Regions from separate parts of the Mus musculus genome. Here all the other regions are linked to region 1. A link is a contact called in public HiChIP or PLAC-seq and promoter capture Hi-C data. All regions are on one chromosome and are shown on one strand. The core of a region is the stretch at or near the end of the contact, and the rest is flanking DNA. Distances in the headings are between cores, read along the strand shown.

Evidence for each region. Promoter capture Hi-C pulls out the DNA fragments that hold promoters and counts their contacts. HiChIP or PLAC-seq counts read pairs in DNA pulled down with a chosen protein or histone mark.
Region 2: a promoter capture Hi-C map of neutrophils shows a contact between it and region 1, with 3 times the contacts expected there. The contact joins the enhancer-like site here to the promoter of Diras2 in region 1. A contact is called at or near these places in 4 of 39 promoter capture datasets (cranial neural crest, liver, neutrophils and 1 more) and 1 of 9 other capture datasets (liver).
Region 3: a contact with region 1 is called in an HNF4G HiChIP or PLAC-seq map of pancreatic cancer cells. The contact joins the enhancer-like site here to the promoter of Diras2 in region 1. A contact is called at or near these places in 4 of 39 promoter capture datasets (liver, neutrophils and pre-B cells), 4 of 115 datasets of contacts at active chromatin or transcription factors (bone marrow-derived macrophages, double positive thymocytes, embryonic stem cells and 1 more) and 1 of 9 other capture datasets (adipose tissue).

What each region holds. Positions count from the first base shown.
Region 1 is chr13:52,529,430-52,532,129 of GRCm38.p6, reverse strand. It overlaps Diras2 (DIRAS family, GTP-binding RAS-like 2), which reads left to right and starts at 1,294. Exons shown (of 2, transcript NM_001024474.2): 1 at 1,294-1,710.
Region 2 is chr13:51,884,873-51,887,572 of GRCm38.p6, reverse strand. No RefSeq gene overlaps it. Among named protein-coding and RNA genes, the nearest start is that of Gadd45g, 40 kb to the right of the region's middle. Within about 2 kb of position 1,297, at least 95 of the 459 cell types and tissues checked have an H3K27ac peak or open chromatin away from gene starts, as enhancers often do. A contact at or near this core is called in neutrophils, where this site is marked.
Region 3 is chr13:51,761,789-51,764,488 of GRCm38.p6, reverse strand. It overlaps Sema4d (sema domain, immunoglobulin domain (Ig), transmembrane domain (TM) and short cytoplasmic domain, (semaphorin) 4D), which reads left to right. Exons shown (of 16, transcript NM_013660.5): 2 at 1,169-1,237. Among named protein-coding and RNA genes, the nearest start is that of Sema4d, 31 kb to the left of the region's middle. Within about 2 kb of position 1,283, at least 72 of the 459 cell types and tissues checked have an H3K27ac peak or open chromatin away from gene starts, as enhancers often do. A contact at or near this core is called in double positive thymocytes and pancreatic cancer cells, where this site is marked.

The DNA.
Region 1 (2,700 bases), core at 45-2,544:
GTGAAGGCCACTCTCAAATGGCCTTGTTAAAAATGGTCTACTCCCTTCTTATTTTAGTAGCCATAGCACTAAGGCCAGAGTCAAGCTGAACTAAGGAACAAAGATGTTATCTTAACTGTAAATAGTGAAAGCATATCTTAGGTAAGATTTCAAAACAAACAAACAAACAAACAAACATGTTTCCTGTGAATAGCAGGGCAGAGATTTGCTTTGCAAACCAACTTCAAAGGATTATATCCTCTGAAATTACAGGACTCCAGAACTTACCCAAACAGAAAAGTGACTATATTATAGCTTACAGAATCTGTAAGCTAAGCCTAATTTAGAAGATACAGGCCCCATTTTGTAATTCTTTTACCACATCACCAAAGGACAAAGATAAGGATAAAAAAAGAAAAAAAGAGTTTCCTCCAGCCATAGAGTGCAAGTATGATATAGGTAGATGTTCCTGTCCAGCGCTTACAAAATGTCAGTACAGCATATTCTCTCTCTCTCTCTCTCTCTCTCTCTCTCTCTCTCTCTCTCTCTCTCTCTCTCTCTCTCTCTCTCTCTCTCTCTGTTAATTCTTTGAAATGGTCATGAAAAGCTGCTGAGCAGCGTGGTCCCCCAAGCTTACCCAAAGAGGTGATGTCAGAGCCCTGTCCTGTTAAAACGCTTGAATTCTTGTAGTATGGTTGCCTTTCAGGCAGGGAATTTCTTGGCACCTCTAAGTGACAGGCTGTCTTGTGATTTAGCACATGTGACTACTATTGTCGACTTGACAGAATCTAGAGTCACCTGGAGACGGGCCTCAGGCTTGTGGGAGGAGAGATTATCTTGATTACTTAAGTGTTGTGCAAAGGCCGGTCTTGACTGTGGGCTAGACCATTCCTGGGTACAGGATCCTGGACTATACAAATTGATCTCGGTAGCAGCGTGCTTCCACAGTCGTCTAAGTTCTGATTACCGATGCGATGTGATCAGCCATTTCAAGATTTTTTTTTTCCTGCTTTGCTTTTTTACTCTGAACTATGAGCCAGAGCAAACCCAGTTTTCCTTAGCTTGTTTTTGTCACAGCTACAGGAACAGAAACCTTGCCCAGTGACCAAGTCTTATTGCGTGGTAAGCAGTGATTAAGTACACTAGGGTAGGAGCATAGTTTTAAACACAGGAATCCACTGTCCTTTCAACGGAATGATTTTTGATTCATTTAATTTTCAGAAAATTCTAGTCTCTTGTCATCTATTCCAGAAGCTTTCGGTAGAGGGCAGCTGAAGGCTCCCGGTGAAAAGCAGGCCACCGCAACGAGCAACCACTGTGCTTGCAGGAGCTTGAGGAGGGTGGAGCCGGAGGCCGGGAGGCTAGAGCCAGAGAGCACCGCGTGGGAGGACTGCACAGGGCCAGGCGCGCGTGCGGGCGGTGCAGGGAGCGGTGCTGGAGGTTGTAAGGCTGTGCAGAGAGCTCGGGCGGGTGCATAAGGCAGAGAGGGGCAGACAGAGAGGGGCAGCACAGGGGGCAGGACGTTGCATTGGGCGTTGCACTGGAGGTGCAGGGCTCTGGACATTGCACTGGGGGTGCGGTGCACAGGGCGGTGCGGGGCGCAGGGCAGCTGACAGCGTCATCAGGCGGGAGCAGCGCGCACTCCGCCTCAGCAGCCACCGCATCGCGCTGCGCGCAGCGGGTCCCGGAGCTGCGCCTGGAGACCTGCGGCTCTGAGCCGGCTCTCCCCAGGTAAGCAAGCCACCACGGCTCTCGGCTGGAGCTGGATACAGCTCGCGGGTGCCCGGCGCTTTTGGCCAGTCCTGGGAGCCAGAGGAGCAGGATTACTCTCTGGGGCTGAAGATCAGTATGTATCCCAGGACTTGGAGAGGGGGACCAGCCAGCCTCATCCTGCATCCTTCCAGGAGGGGAGGGCGAGGACGAAGCCATAGCTCAGTTGGGAGAACGTTAGACTGAACACCTAACATTGCTTTGAAGGGGCAAAACCTCAGGGTCTTACCCAAGATTAGGGATCCCGTCCTAACAGGAGTTGCGGTTGGGGAAATTCTTTGACTGCAGGTATTCTAATGAATGCGGAAGATTCCATCGATTTAGGAAAAGTCTCCTAAAGAGGTACAGCTAGAGAAAGAAACATTCAGAGCCAAGAAGAAATGGCTAGGGGATTCCTGATGTTTGGATCCCAACCTCTAGACTTAACGCTCTGGAAAGGGACCCGCCCCAATGTCTCATTTCCTATTTTAAAGACCAGGCTTGGGATATCCACGGGACTCCCCTTCTTCTCCCGGTGGGAGCTCAGGCAAGTCTCAGCATCTAGTCCAGGCAGAAGAACGTGGGTCTCCATCAGAGGACAATGACAGCTGGCTGCCCAAGGGTTGGACTTCCCCACCCTGCTTTGCGATTCCATGTCCCAGTTCATATTCTTTGGGGTTGGGGGATCTTTGGAACTGGACACCACACATCTCGGTTGTTCCATGCCTTCAAAGGTGGAACACAGTATAACTTGGGTGGAGGAATCCGTGCCCAGCCAGCCTTGTTTAGGAATTCATTTCACATTTTGGTTCTTGTTAGCTTTTAATCGGGCCCCCGTGCATACTAGTTTATACTAGCAGAAGTTTTGTGATTTGCTTAAAAGAAAAAAAAACCCATAAAATATTATTTTAAATGACTATTTTCTAAGTAACAGCAAAAAAGCTGAAGTATTTTAGATCTCAGATCAGTCTA
Region 2 (2,700 bases), core at 48-2,547, 640 kb after region 1:
GGATATTCTGTTACAAATGGACTAAGAATAGCGGTGCTTTGCTGAGTCTAAAGGAAGTGGGCTCTTTTTCTCTGCATCCTCTTCCCGAATAACACCACTCACATCTCTTTCTTCTGTTCTATAAGAGCTACAGTCCAGACATCTGTACCCTACAGTCAGACGCCTCAGCCTGCCCAGTGGGCAGGATTTTAATAAAAGAAACTATCACTCATGTGAGCCACAGAGAGTTGTGTACCAACCAGAGGCTAATCTTTTCTGTGTCTTGAGCTTGTGCAAGTCAGAGAGGAAACAGAACCCCATCTCACAACTTGAAGACAGTCATAGCATTGAAGGTATCCCTGCCTAAGCTGAAGAGTCTTCTGCTCCTGTTTACCTTGGTTTTATGACTCCAGGTCTAGGAAGGGAAGGAGAGGAGGAAACCCGAGGCAATACAACCTCTTCACCACAGACACAACCACAGCCTCCACCATCCAAGGTCCGAGCAAAACAAGTCTCCCCCACCAGGCCGTGCTCCTCAGCCAAGCATTCTCATGTCTGGGAAAGGAATTCGTCTTTCGCAGAAGACATTAGCAAACACAGCCATAAACTTGGAATCCGCAGTCTGACATGTCAGAGGCTCAGAAGAAAGCTTTAACTCCTGAAAGCCGCTCTACCACGTCATCTCTTGAACATCCAGAGTTGAAATGTGGCCGGCGATGGCTGGGTGCCCATCCCATTATGTGCAGACTTAAGCATCTGTGGCATGGTGTTTTCTCAGTCAAACCTTTAAATCAAACTCAGTACACCGGATAGAAAGGCATCCAAGCTATCTCTTGGGGCTGAAAATAGATGCCCAGCACACTTTTGAATTCCATCTATAAAGGGTTTGGGGATAACTTCTCAAGAGCCTGCTAATCTGTTGATCACATCTGAACATTTGTAGCTGCTAACTCTCCTTAAGGCAATCTGAATGGGGATTCAGCAGACTGACCCGCGGCTAAGGCTAAAAATTAAGTACATGTGCAGTTTTGAGCTTCTCCATGTCTCAATTTTATTCGTGTATTTACCTACAAGTGCTGAGCTGATGTCGGAGTTTAATCTCAGCTCTTTCTTCTGTTATAAGAAAAACTTCACAACTTCCTGTTGGCCCGTGACCGTGTATTTATATCTCATGCATATACTCCCATAAAACCCGTAGCTGGAGATGTGTCTGTCACCAGCCAGACTCTGCAAAGACAAGAGAAACTAAGCAGTGTGCCTGTCCCCAAGGTGTCCATAAACATAAGAGCCGGAGGAACTCACTTCCTGTGGAAACAACACAGGCCTCAGTGACTCAGTGTGGCAACAGCTTCTCCCTCTCCTAGCTTGGGTAGGAGGGACCTACTCCACACAGCTGCTCAAAGCCTCTGGGGCTGGCAGACGTTTGGTTTGCTTTTGGTTTTTTTGTTTTGTTTATGAAACAATATTCCCAACTCATGATCCCACTGCCTCAGTTTCTTCCGTGCTGGGATTATAGGTGGGTGCCATAGCTGGCTTTCAATCTCTCTTCACTAGACCCACAGATATAGGGAGGAGAAAACATGAAAGGAGACAGAGAACCAGGGTTTGGGGACCGACTACTCCCACCCACAACCCATATGCAGAGCCACACCGACTGGCAGCCGCAAGGATGCCACTGTGCAGATAAGCCGAGGCCCACAAAGGAAAAGGCAAAGAAAGAACATGAAACTCAACACCATGTGTGAACACCCTCCCACTGGGTGTGAACACACCACTCACTCCACATAGGAACTCGGCACTCATGCCATGTGTGTGAGCGCACACTCCTACCACCTGTATACACACTCTCGCTATGAATGAACTCTCACCACATGTGAACTGGTCAAACACACACATACATCAAGTATGAACATGCGGCTCATGCCACATGTGTATTACACGTGAATGCACACACTCCCACCGCATAAGAACTTGAAAATTTGTACTGCATGTGAGCACACACTCACCACATATGAATACTTCCCACATGTGACCAAACGCTCCCACTGCTCCGGGGCACACACTCACAGTACACGAGCAAACACCAGTCCCAGGAGTCTAATGACCCTAGTGTGACCATGGAATGCCTTTGTCCTCTGTGCTTCTTCAGCTGACACTGAGCTCTTCACAGCAAAGCCTTCTTGCTCCTCAGATTCACACACAAATTTAGAGTGTACATTTTAAAAAAAAAGATTTATTTATTTTATGTATGTGAGTACACTGTCGCTGTCTTCAGACACACCAGAAGAAGGGCATCAGATCCCGTTACAGATGGTTGTGAGCCACCATGTGGTTGCTGGGAATTGAACTCAGGACCTCTGGAAGAGCAGTCAGTGCTCTTAACCACTGAGCCATCTCTCCAGTCCCTGCACATTTTTTTAATCTTTCACCAACACAGCACAAATAGCAGAGCAGGTAGATAAAGTAATTTCTCCATAGACAGTGTGAGGTGGGTGTGTGTTTCTGTGTGTGTATGTGTGTGTGTGTGTGTGTGTGTGTGTGTGTGTGTGGTATGTGTATGTGTGTATGGTGTATGTGTATATATGTGTGTGTGTGTGTATATGTACATATGTATATATGTGTGTAGTGTGTGTGCATATGTGTATGGTGTATGTGTGTATACATATGTGGTGTGTGTGTGTGTGTGTATGTATGTGTTTGTGTTACTCTAATGAACCTAGT
Region 3 (2,700 bases), core at 34-2,533, 770 kb after region 1:
GCAGGATATATGGCAGGAACTTCCCGACTGTGTTGGGAGGTCTCTGGGCCATCCCCATCCCTGGCCCTGGTGATCCCTGTCCACCTAGAAGTGGTAATGACACCTTGTTTATTCCTCATGTAGTTAATGACACCAAACTGTCAACATCTCTGATTTGCCCTCTACAGTTTTATGCTCTGGTTAGGGGCTGTGCAGGTTCCAGGAGACCTTATGAAAGGTGGCCCTGGCATTTTCTGCCTGCTGTTTCTGTGTCTTTTGTGTATTGCATAGTAAAACCTTTCCTGCTTTGATTTTTTTTCTTTTTTTTTAAGCCCACAAGTTCGAGTAGTCTTGGTTTCATCCCTCCCTATCCTCTGCTTAAAATGGTTGACTGTGTGCTAACACTGGCCTTTCTTAACGTGTGGTTCTAGTTCAGGGCATGCATTGGAAATGTGCTAAAATGTCATTCTTTTTTAAAGCTTTTTTAAATGTTTCCTTGTTTGTGCATCACAACATGCATGTGGAAGTCAGAGGACAGCTTGTGAGAGTCAGTTTTCTCTTCCCATTTGTGGGTCCCAGGAATCAAACTCAGAATGTCATGGGGGGGGGGGGCGGGTGGGGAGGGAGGGAGGAAGCACCTTTACTCACTGAGTCATCTCCTTGACCTAAAATGCCATTTTGTATTTATCTATTTACTTGCTTATTTATTTAATGTTTATGGGTACACTGTCACTGTCTTTAGACACACCAGAAGAGGGCATCGGATGCCATTACAGATGGTTGTGAGCCACCATGTGGATGCTGGGAATTGACCTTAGGACCTCTGGAAGAGTAGTCAGTGCTCTTAACCTCTGAGCCATTTCTCCAGCCTCAAAATGTTATCTTTCACAGCCTGCCCCACTCCACACACGCTGATTCTCCTAGTTTGCGCTGGGGACACTCTGCTGCTCTGCTTCCTGGCTAGCTCTGAGAAAATAAGTCAGGGCGGGGCAGACACTGCCAGCACCTTCCTGTTCTTGGTGGCAGTTGCCCTGTGTGGTTCACCTGGCAGATGTGCTGATGTGCCGCACATGACAGCAGACTGCTCTCTTGGGCAGTACTGTTCCTGAGTCTCATGCGCATATGTTAGTGTGTGCGTGTCTGATTCACTTGGGTTCTGCTCATCCCCCCTTTCCAATTCTTGTTTCAGACCCTGGTAACACCACAGGAACACAGCCAAGTCCTGAATACCGACATGTCTGACAGTGCTGATCCCTAGGTGAGTAACCAAATCCACTGCCAAGGAAGATTCCTTGGGAGGTGGCCCCATGAGTCAGCAGTCCGTCTGGTCTATAGCTGGCCCCGTGGTGCGATTAGAGAACCTAGAAAAGCCTGTCTGGGTGAGGGATGGGGGCATTGAAGGTTCCGCGTGGATGGAGGGAGAATGGCTGCCAGCAAGATGCTTCTGGGTAAAGCATATTGAGATGGTGAATTGCTCACTTTTCTGTTGAATTCCCAACAACAGCAACTTAAGGAAGGAGGGAAGGGTTCATTCTGGCTCAGTTTAGGACAAAGCCTGCAGGGGCAGGTGGACAGCAGGAGCTTGAGACCTCGGATCTGGCCACATCTGCAGTGCAGAAGCCGAGGGAAACAATGTTGCACTTCAGCTGGCCTTCTCTTTATTCAGCCGGGAACCCCACCCCACAGGATAGAACAACCCATACTCAGGGCTGGTCTTTCAGCCTCAGTTGAACCTCTCTGGAAACATCCTCACAGACATACCCACCAGTGCGTGCTTCCGTAGGACTCTAAATCCCATCTGTTGACAAGGGAAATTTACCATCAAAACACCTGAGTCAGCACCAGCTTCCGGGCAAGACAGGAGGGAGCTGGGGTTGAGTCCTGGCATGAGTTATCTACCCTTATACTGCTCCACCTAAAAAAATCCCCTGGGATTTCAGGAGCATGCACTGCGTCTCTGAAGGTAGCCTGTCTCCCTCCCGAGAGAGCTTCCTTGCTTCTCTCCAGTGCTCCCAGCTACTGTGTGACCATGGAGTATTTAAGTCTGTGGAGATGACATGCCAGCCCTTCATGGACACTCACTACACTAGTGTGACTGGACTGGTGAACAGGCTGTTGTATATGGGCCCTGTTGCAAGGGCAGTAGCTATGCCATCCCGTCTCAGTAGCTCCCGGAGAGTATTGGTACTCTTTTTGACATGTGTGAGGAGGAAACTCCATATGGTGAAGGCAGCATCCCCAGCCATTTTCTCAGGAGTGTCTCCAGCTTTGTCTGTGACCTCCTCCCTACCAATTCGAGTCTCCTGTCACTGCTTGCCCCATCCCAGGTCCCCCAAGTGCCTGCCACTTCCTGGCTGACCAAATCATGGATGCGGAGCAGCCAGTCAAACCCCACATCTTCCTCCACAGCAGGGGCCTAGAGGCTCTGACTGAAGGTTTATAGGAACACACCTGCATTCAGTGGGCTTTCTTAACGTGGCTTTTGTCTCCCGCCATATCTCAAGTGTCTGAGTCTTGTCTGGAAGCCCCATTCGTTGGGTTGGCCGGCTGTTAGCACAGCACTTGGGCTTGTGGCTCGGAGGCTTGTCCAAGCGTCTGCTTTCACATCATGGATATAGTCGAGCCCTTATCTGCTGTTCCACTGTGTGCATGTTTGTTCCCTGAAATCAACAAGGAGAAAGAACACAGCACAGTGAAGCATTTGAAAACAGGACAGAGGGC